Linked DNA regions of Rattus norvegicus: region 2 is linked to region 1. A link is a contact called in public Hi-C data. All regions are on one chromosome and are shown on one strand. The core of a region is the stretch at or near the end of the contact, and the rest is flanking DNA. Distances in the headings are between cores, read along the strand shown. Region 1 overlaps Clmp (CXADR-like membrane protein). Region 2 holds the start of Hspa8 (heat shock protein family A (Hsp70) member 8).

Evidence for each region. A called contact is a pair of places that touch in the nucleus more often than the background predicts.
Region 2: a contact with region 1 is called in a Hi-C map of mammary epithelial cells, with 2.9 times the contacts expected there. The contact joins the promoter of Hspa8 here to the enhancer-like site in region 1. A contact is called at or near these places in 9 of 12 Hi-C or Micro-C datasets (the A7r5 cell line, the Rat2 cell line, Schwann cells and 5 more) and 1 of 1 datasets of contacts at active chromatin or transcription factors (oligodendrocytes).

What each region holds. Positions count from the first base shown.
Region 1 is chr8:50,043,428-50,047,326 of GRCr8, reverse strand. All of the region lies in intron 2 of Clmp (CXADR-like membrane protein), which reads right to left. Among named protein-coding and RNA genes, the nearest start is that of Hspa8, 35 kb to the left of the region's middle. Within about 2 kb of position 1,691, at least 16 of the 93 cell types and tissues checked have an H3K27ac peak or open chromatin away from gene starts, as enhancers often do.
Region 2 is chr8:50,078,638-50,082,536 of GRCr8, reverse strand. It overlaps Hspa8 (heat shock protein family A (Hsp70) member 8), which reads right to left and starts at 2,023. Exons shown (of 9, transcript NM_024351.2): 1 at 1,949-2,023; 2 at 1,206-1,415; 3 at 737-942; 4 at 468-620; 5 at 1-387. The coding sequence starts at 1,410.

The DNA of each region.
Region 1 (3,899 bases), core at 442-2,941:
CAGCTGCTGCCATTACACCCAGCTCTGATGTTGCTTGATTCTGGGGTCCTTGCCACGGTCATGTAGTCTTCTCTGTCAGAATGAATGCCTCTCCTCTTATATTTGGTTAAGAAACATCTACAAAGGCTACCTTTTGTGTGTAGCCTTTTCTGGCTCCCCAGTTAGAATGATAACCTCTTGCCTCAATGTCTTTTTGAGACAGGGTTTCACTCTGTAGCCCTGACTGTCCTGGAACTCACTGTAGAGCAGGCTGGTCTCAAACTCCCAGAGATCCTCCTGCCTCAGTCTCCTGAGTGCTGGGATAAAAAGCAGCCGCTACCCTACCTGGAAATTTTTATTTATTGTGTCTGTGTGCCTGTGCGTAGGTATGCATGCACACACGAAGGGTAGGTGTACAAACCACACTGTGTGCATTAGAGGTCAGAGAACAATTTGTAGGAGTGAATTCTCTCTACCAAGTTGGTCCCTGGGATCGAACTCGGGTAGTCAGGCTTGGCTGCAAGTGCCTTTAATATGACTCACCTGGCTGGCCGGACTATTTCATTTTAATTGTAGAAAAGGTTAGTGATGAGACTCAACTGTACACCATGTGACAGAAGAATGGATATCAACCCAGTCATTTGGCAAATAAACGCCAGAGACAAATGGATGAATGATAGCTGGTGTGAGGCTCTGTTTGAGGAACTTCCTAGAGCACAAGTCAACTTGTGACGTGCATGGAACAGAAGCAGCTCCTCTGCGGTGCCGTCGCCTGTGAAGCAACTGTAAAATTGCTTGTCTGTTTCATTTTTGTCTACCTCTTGGTGTGTTCGCGCAGGCCATGGCATGTGAGTGGAGGTCAGAGGACAACTTGTGGGACTCAGTCTCTCCTCCAGCGGGTGGGTCCTATGGATTGAACTCCGATGCTAGGCTTGGCTGCAAGCACCTTTACCCTTGAAGCCAACCCAGCAGCCTGGTTTCTGCTTGTTTCCCTTCAAGGGTTTTCTTGCTCGATAGCCAAATGGAAAAGGAAAGGGTGACATGTGAGAGGTTGCCATGGGAACCGGAGGATTTCTGTTTTAATTTCTTAATCTGAGAACACAGAGAAAAATTCTGTTGTATGTTGCTAGGGGACTTTGTTTGGGGGAGGGGATGGTCGATCTCCCTTTTTGAAATTTAGTCAACCTTAGGATAAAAGGGGAAAAAGTGATTGAATTCTTTGGTTATTCTACTCCACTAAGACTGAAATAAATACACGTGTTCCTGGGACTGCCTAGCCACCCCCAGATGTTCCCTGCCTGCTCCAAGCATCCTAGACAAAAGAGATAAAAACATTTCTCAAATTGAAATGCAAGGCTAAACTTGTGATTTGCGTCATTGGTTAGCCCACTTTACGCATCACGTCTATTTCAGCTTTTCCTGTTCTCTCTTTTCAGTCACCCTCAGACTCACTCCCCCCACCACCACCCTCAGACTCACTCCCATCCCCACCACCCTTAGACTCACTCCCCCACCCCAACCCCACCCTCAGACTCATTCTCCCTGCCCCTGCCTCTACCCTCAGACTTACTCCCCATCACCACCCTCAGACTCACTTCCCCAACCCACCACCACCCTCAGACTCATTCTCCCTGTCCCCCGCCTCCACTCTCAGACTCACTCCCCTCAACCCCCCAGAAGTTATAAAGTCCTGGCAGCTTTACTATCTATTTCCTATCTCTAGGTTGAGATTCCCAAGTACTCATGCCTGTGATTTAAATTTATTGCAAACTGGATGAGGTGGCGAATGCCCAAAACCTCAGCATTTAGAAGGTTTTTGAGGTGATGAGGATGGGAATCTAAGGCCAACTTGGGATATACAGTGAGATTTGAAGAATGTTTTTAGATTTCTCTCTCTCTCTCTCTATCTGTGTGTGTGTGTGTGTGTGTGTGTGTGTGTGTGTGTGTGTTAAAGCATGAGTCAAGTGGAAGACGACTGGGAGGAGGAGGGGAGGGAAGATAAGCCTTTCTTATACAGTGTGAAATCATGCTTGCTTTTAGTTGAGGGCCTCTTAAATCAGTGCACCTGTGTCAGAGTGGGTGCCTTAAAATGCAGCCTGTCCCTAGCACTCTTAAAGTCTTTCTAAGAACTCCATGATTAATATGGGAACAGTTTGAAATGCCCTAATATAGCTGGGAGATCATCCATGTTCAGGTCCTGAAGCCCTCATCTACGTTTTTATTTTATTTTATTTTATTTATTCATGTATGAGTGTTCTGTCTGCATGGCTGCACACCAGAAGAGGGCATCAGATCCCATTACAGATGATTGTGAGCCACCATGTAGTTGCTGGGAACTGAACTCAGTACCTCAGGAAGAGCTCTTAACTGCAGAGCCATTTCTCCAGCCCCTTGGTTTACATCTTAATTATACCTTGCCACTTGAGCTGCTTAGGAATTCCAAACCTTTGTGTTTGTGCTGCTCTGTTTTCTTCCCTCCATCAAGTCTTAAATCAAGGGGCTGGAGAGATGGCTCAGTGGTCAAGAACACGGATTGGTCTTCCAGAGGTCCTGAGTTCAATTCCCAGCAACCACATGGTGGCTCACAACCATCTGTAATGGGATCTGATGCCCTCTTCTGGTGTGTCTGAAGACAGCTACAGTGTGCTCATATAAAATAAATAAATAAATAAAAGTTAAAAAAAAAAAAAGAAAAGACTTAGATCAAAGCTGCACGTTGTGGTCTATGCCTGTAATTCTAGCTCTTGGTGGGTTGAGGAAAGAGAGTCTCAAATCCAAGGCCAGCCTGAGTCTACTGAAGACTATCTCATGAATACAAACATCGGGCGTGATGGTGCATACTTGTCATATTATCCTTCTTAAAAGGAGGGGTAGGACACCCTGAGTGACAGCAAGACTCTGTCTCCAAAACAAAACAAAACAAAACAAAACAAAAAAACAATAACAATGAAAAAAAGAAGCCCCAAAATTTTTACATCGGCTTTTTTTTTTTTTGAAACAAGGAGGCTGTCCTTGACCTCCCCCTCCATCAAGTCTTAGCGGGTGGTTCCAGCTTTATATAGCAGTTCTCTTATCTCTGGTTTCACTTTCTAGGGCTTCACTGCAGTCAATCATTGTCCAAAAGCACTGAATGAACATTCCAGAAAGAAACAATAAATACAGTTTAATACGGGCGCCATTCTGGGTAGTGTGGGGAAGCCTTCGAAGTTCTACTCCATCCTGCCTGAGCCTTCATCCAGCCCGTGTATGTAGGTGACTCACTCAGTCCCTTAGCGCCAGGCTGCTCTTAGATGGCTGTCCAGGTAGTGTAGCGGTTTTGTTCTGGAACCTGACCCCCAGATTCAACAGTAGAAATGGTGAAAATTTGGAAACACTGAAGAGAAGACATAAAAAGTCTTCCTTCAGTCAAAGGTGAAAACTCTTACCTTTAAAAGAGAAAACAAAACAAGCGAACCCCAAAAAGCACCATGTGCTGAAATTGCTGTGGTGTCTCTGTTCACTGAGACAGGCTCTCACGTGTCAAAGACTGTACTGCTCCTTCTCTCCATGGAGCTGAGGTGAGGTGGACCTTGAACTTAGATCCTCCCATCCCCACCTGGGTGCTGGGGTTGCATGTGTGCACGGCCGCATTCAGTTTATTTGATGCTGTGGGTGGAACCCAGGCCTTTGTCATTCTGGGTGAGCGGCTCATCAAGTACACTACTTTGTCAGATCCTTTCCTTTCAAATTATTGGACGCCTTTCATGGCACACTCCCAAGAGGCAGAGATATGATGGCCTCCTCGAAACTTATCTTGGCACCTAGAGTGGCATAATGCTAGGTAAATCTGTGGGGTCTGAATGACTGAATAAAGGACGCCCATCCATTGATCAAAGGTAAGTTTGGAAGCTGACTGCACGAAGCCACTGAGAGGTGTTCTT
Region 2 (3,899 bases), core at 774-3,273, 35 kb before region 1:
TACAGGGTCCAGTGTGCCACGGAACAGGTCAGCATTCAACTCCTCAAATCGAGCACGGGTAATGGAGGTGTAGAAGTCAATTCCCTCATAGAGAGAATCAATCTCAATACTGGCCTGGGTGCTGGAGGAGAGGGTGCGCTTGGCCCGCTCACAGGCAGTGCGGAGACGCCTGACAGCTCTCTTGTTCTCACTGATGTCCTTCTTGTGCTTTCGCTTAAACTCAGCAATGAAATGGTTGACCATTCGGTTGTCAAAGTCTTCTCCGCCCAAGTGGGTGTCTCCAGCTGTTGATTTGACTTCAAAAATTCCATCCTCGATAGTGAGGATTGACACATCAAAAGTGCCACCTCCCAAGTCAAAAATGAGCACATTCCTTTCAGCCCCGACCTGTCAATGAAAATATTCCTTAGTTCAGGCATGTTTCTGGCAAATTAATCCTAACCAACACTTGTATTTAAGACACCCACCTTCTTATCTAAGCCATAGGCAATAGCAGCAGCAGTTGGCTCATTGATAATTCGAAGTACGTTGAGGCCAGCAATAGTTCCAGCATCTTTTGTTGCCTGTCGCTGAGAGTCATTGAAGTAAGCTGGCACGGTGACCACGGCATTGGTAACAGTCTAGAAAACACAATGAATTAAACAATTGTTTAGTTGGCAAATTCCAGCACCGATCAGGATGTGTGAATTATAAAAAGGGAGAGCCCATCCCATAAATGGCACCGGTTAAAACCCACCTTTCCAAGGTAAGCTTCTGCAATTTCCTTCATTTTTGTCAGAACCATTGAAGACACTTCCTCAGGATAGAAACTTTTTGTCTCCCCTTTGTATTCGACTTGGACCTTGGGCCTGCCTGCATCGTTCACCACCATGAAGGGCCAGTGCTTCATGTCAGACTGAACAACAGCATCATCGAACCTACGTCCGATCAGACGTTTGGCATCTGTAAAACAGTAAATTGAACCTTGGCGACTACTGACTGCAAAAGAATCCTAAAGATGACCTCATGGTGTAGGAAGGTGCAAGTTCCGGTGCAGGAAGCAATGTCCCATATTTAATAGCTTGTGGCACTGCATTGTCGATTTAAACAGTTGCAATGACCTCTCAGGTTGCAGTAGTGTGAAAGCCTATTTTTACATTCCAAATTTTCTGCCACCCAGCCCTTCTAACCTCCCATCAATAGCACAAAAAATACTGGCGACTTACCAAAAACTGTGTTGGTGGGGTTCATTGCAACCTGATTCTTGGCCGCATCCCCAATTAATCGTTCTGTGTCGGTGAAAGCAACATAGCTCGGCGTGGTGCGGTTACCCTGGTCATTGGCAATTATTTCCACCTTTCCATGCTGGAAGACACCCACACAGGAGTAGGTGGTGCCAAGATCAATGCCAACTGCAGGTCCCTTAGACATGGTTGCTAGAAGGAAAAAAAAAAAGGACTAAGCGGTCATCTCCCTGCTTTCACTCTGCACCGGCCCAGACCTATCAATCACCTGAAGCCACGCAGGCGACACTGCTGCAGTTTGAGTGGCCTGCGCCAGGCTTGGCACAGCCCGCCCTAGGCTGAAGGAACCATCTGTCCAAAAGGTCTGCGACAATGGCTGAGCACGTGGCCACCTCCGAGGGCCCCCCCCACCCCCAGGACCGCGCACTGCGGGAGGCTGGATCGCCTCTTCCATCTCTGAAACCCGTGCCCTGGGAACGCGCGGAAGAGACCCTCCTTTAGCTTGCAGACAGAAAAAAGAAAAGGCCCCGGAATCCTGAGCTCCCCTCCCCCGCCATGCGGAGGCTTAAGGCCATGGCGGCGCCGCCCTGACTCAGCTCATCCTCCCCTTCAGCAGCAGCCTCCGTCTCTGGCAACAGCGGCCTAAGCCGCACCCGCCGCCTAAGCATCCCACTGACCCCTGCACCACACCGGCCACGCACCAACACCCAAGTCCCATGCCTCACCTTGCGTGTAGGCCCAGCTGTGCTGATGACGAGACCACACAGAGACCCCCGAGAGCTGGCTCCGCGTTCAATGAGACCGGTTTCCGCCCGCTTCACTGTCTCTTATACCCTGTCTTAGAACCTTCCAGAAGGGTTCCGCCCCATCCCGCTGCCGATCAGAGCTCCTTAGCCAATGGACGGCCAGGTTCTCCGGAGTGCACTAATGAACAACCAGAACGCTCTCCTAGGACCCGCCTCCACTCCGCCCCTCCGGGCGATGACGCACGACCGCAGCGTTCTGGAACTTTCACGCTCGCCCCCGCTCTCGGAACGGCCCGGGGGAAAGGGGAGGGCGGGGCGCCGAGAGCCCGCGCGCGGGAGTCCTCTGTCACTCAGAGCTGGTGGGGGAAGGGAGAGCGTCGGCACCGAGTACGCATGCGTGACCCGTCAGCGCAGGCGGGAGGGAGCGGAAGGATGCCCATGAAGGAGGGCGGGTACACCCGCAACGGACCAATGGCAGCAGTGCTCGGCGCTATCTGTTCCTCTTGGGACCCTGTGCAGCCTGAAAGAAGAGCCTGAGGGAGGGGGAGTCCGGGAAGAGAAGACGGAAGTGGGGCGAGGACAAAATGGCTGCGAAGGTTGTTGCACCCCTCCCCCACCCCACCCCTCGGTCCTTCTCCGTGAGTCCAGCAGTTTCCCGGCCTCCGGTTTCGTCCACCCACGGCTTCCGAGCCGGAGACTAAGGAGCACTGCTAGGCTTGTTTCGTGGAGCCTCTCTTGTGGAAGGCTAGGCCGCCGAGCGACCTCCCTTGCTGTCCCCCCAGCAAAATGGAACATGTCGATCCCCCAGTGTGGGGGCTCGATAATGCCTGACTTGTCACATGTCCCCAGGGTCCTCGTTGGTAATCCTCTGTGAAAGAAATGGTCCAGTCCTCTTTGCTGACCCCCGGAGCCGAGCGCCCCTCCCCATCTCTGGACGAGGACAGCGTGGCCTCTATTCCCTCTCTGCCCCACTGGACTTATCACTTTATGGAATAAATGTTCAAAAGGATAATTTATTTCCCCTTGTGGGTGAGCTAGGCATTGGCAATCCTGGTTTCCGGCAGCCCTGTGTCCTTGATTGAGTGATCTCGACCTTTTATTTTCAGCAACATGAGGTAATGTCTCTCCTGACTTGACTTTTACCAAAAATTAAACGCCCGACTGCGCAGAGTCCTTGAAAACGTGACTGAGCCAGTGGCCAGAGCCGATGCTCGGACTAGGAAACCGCAGTGCATGGAGGCAGGGCGTTCCGGGCCTTGTCACACCAAGCCTGTCTCTAGCACTTTCCACGTGTCCTTTCAAATGGGCAGGGAGAACAGATATTTATTAGTTAGATAGGTTGGTTTTTTTCTTTTTTTTTAAATATATATACTGCAACAACTTTTAGTTGTAGCGTTTGAATTGGAAGGTCTCCAGACCATGTGAGGAAGGCTATCAAAAGACCGGGGACTCTTTGTCCTTGTCAAAGGCTAGTAATCACTAAGACAAAGCCATAATTTTTTTTTTCTGGTATTTGTATTTTGGGAGGAATGTTGGCTTAGAGTTCATGGAAGGAAGTACTTGACTCTGTTACAGTTCAAGAAGTTCGTTTTAATACAGTGCTTTTCATGCAAAGTGTACATTACATGTAAAGTGCTTTTTACATCATTTGATTATTAAAACAAGTTTCTAAGGTATGTATAACCCCCCACATTGGAAACCTGAGGAAAAGTAAGACACAGAGACATTACTGGTAGGAAAAGGCACAACTGGTTTTTCTTGGAATCACCCCCTCCACCTTTTTTTAAGCTAACCTTTAACTGGGTGTGGCTGTCCAGGCTTTTACTTAACACTCAAGAAAAGGATCAAAAGTTCTGCTAGACAGAGGCTGGGATATATGAGACTGCCAATCAGTAAAAAAAAAAAAAAAAAAAAATTTGAAAAATTTAGA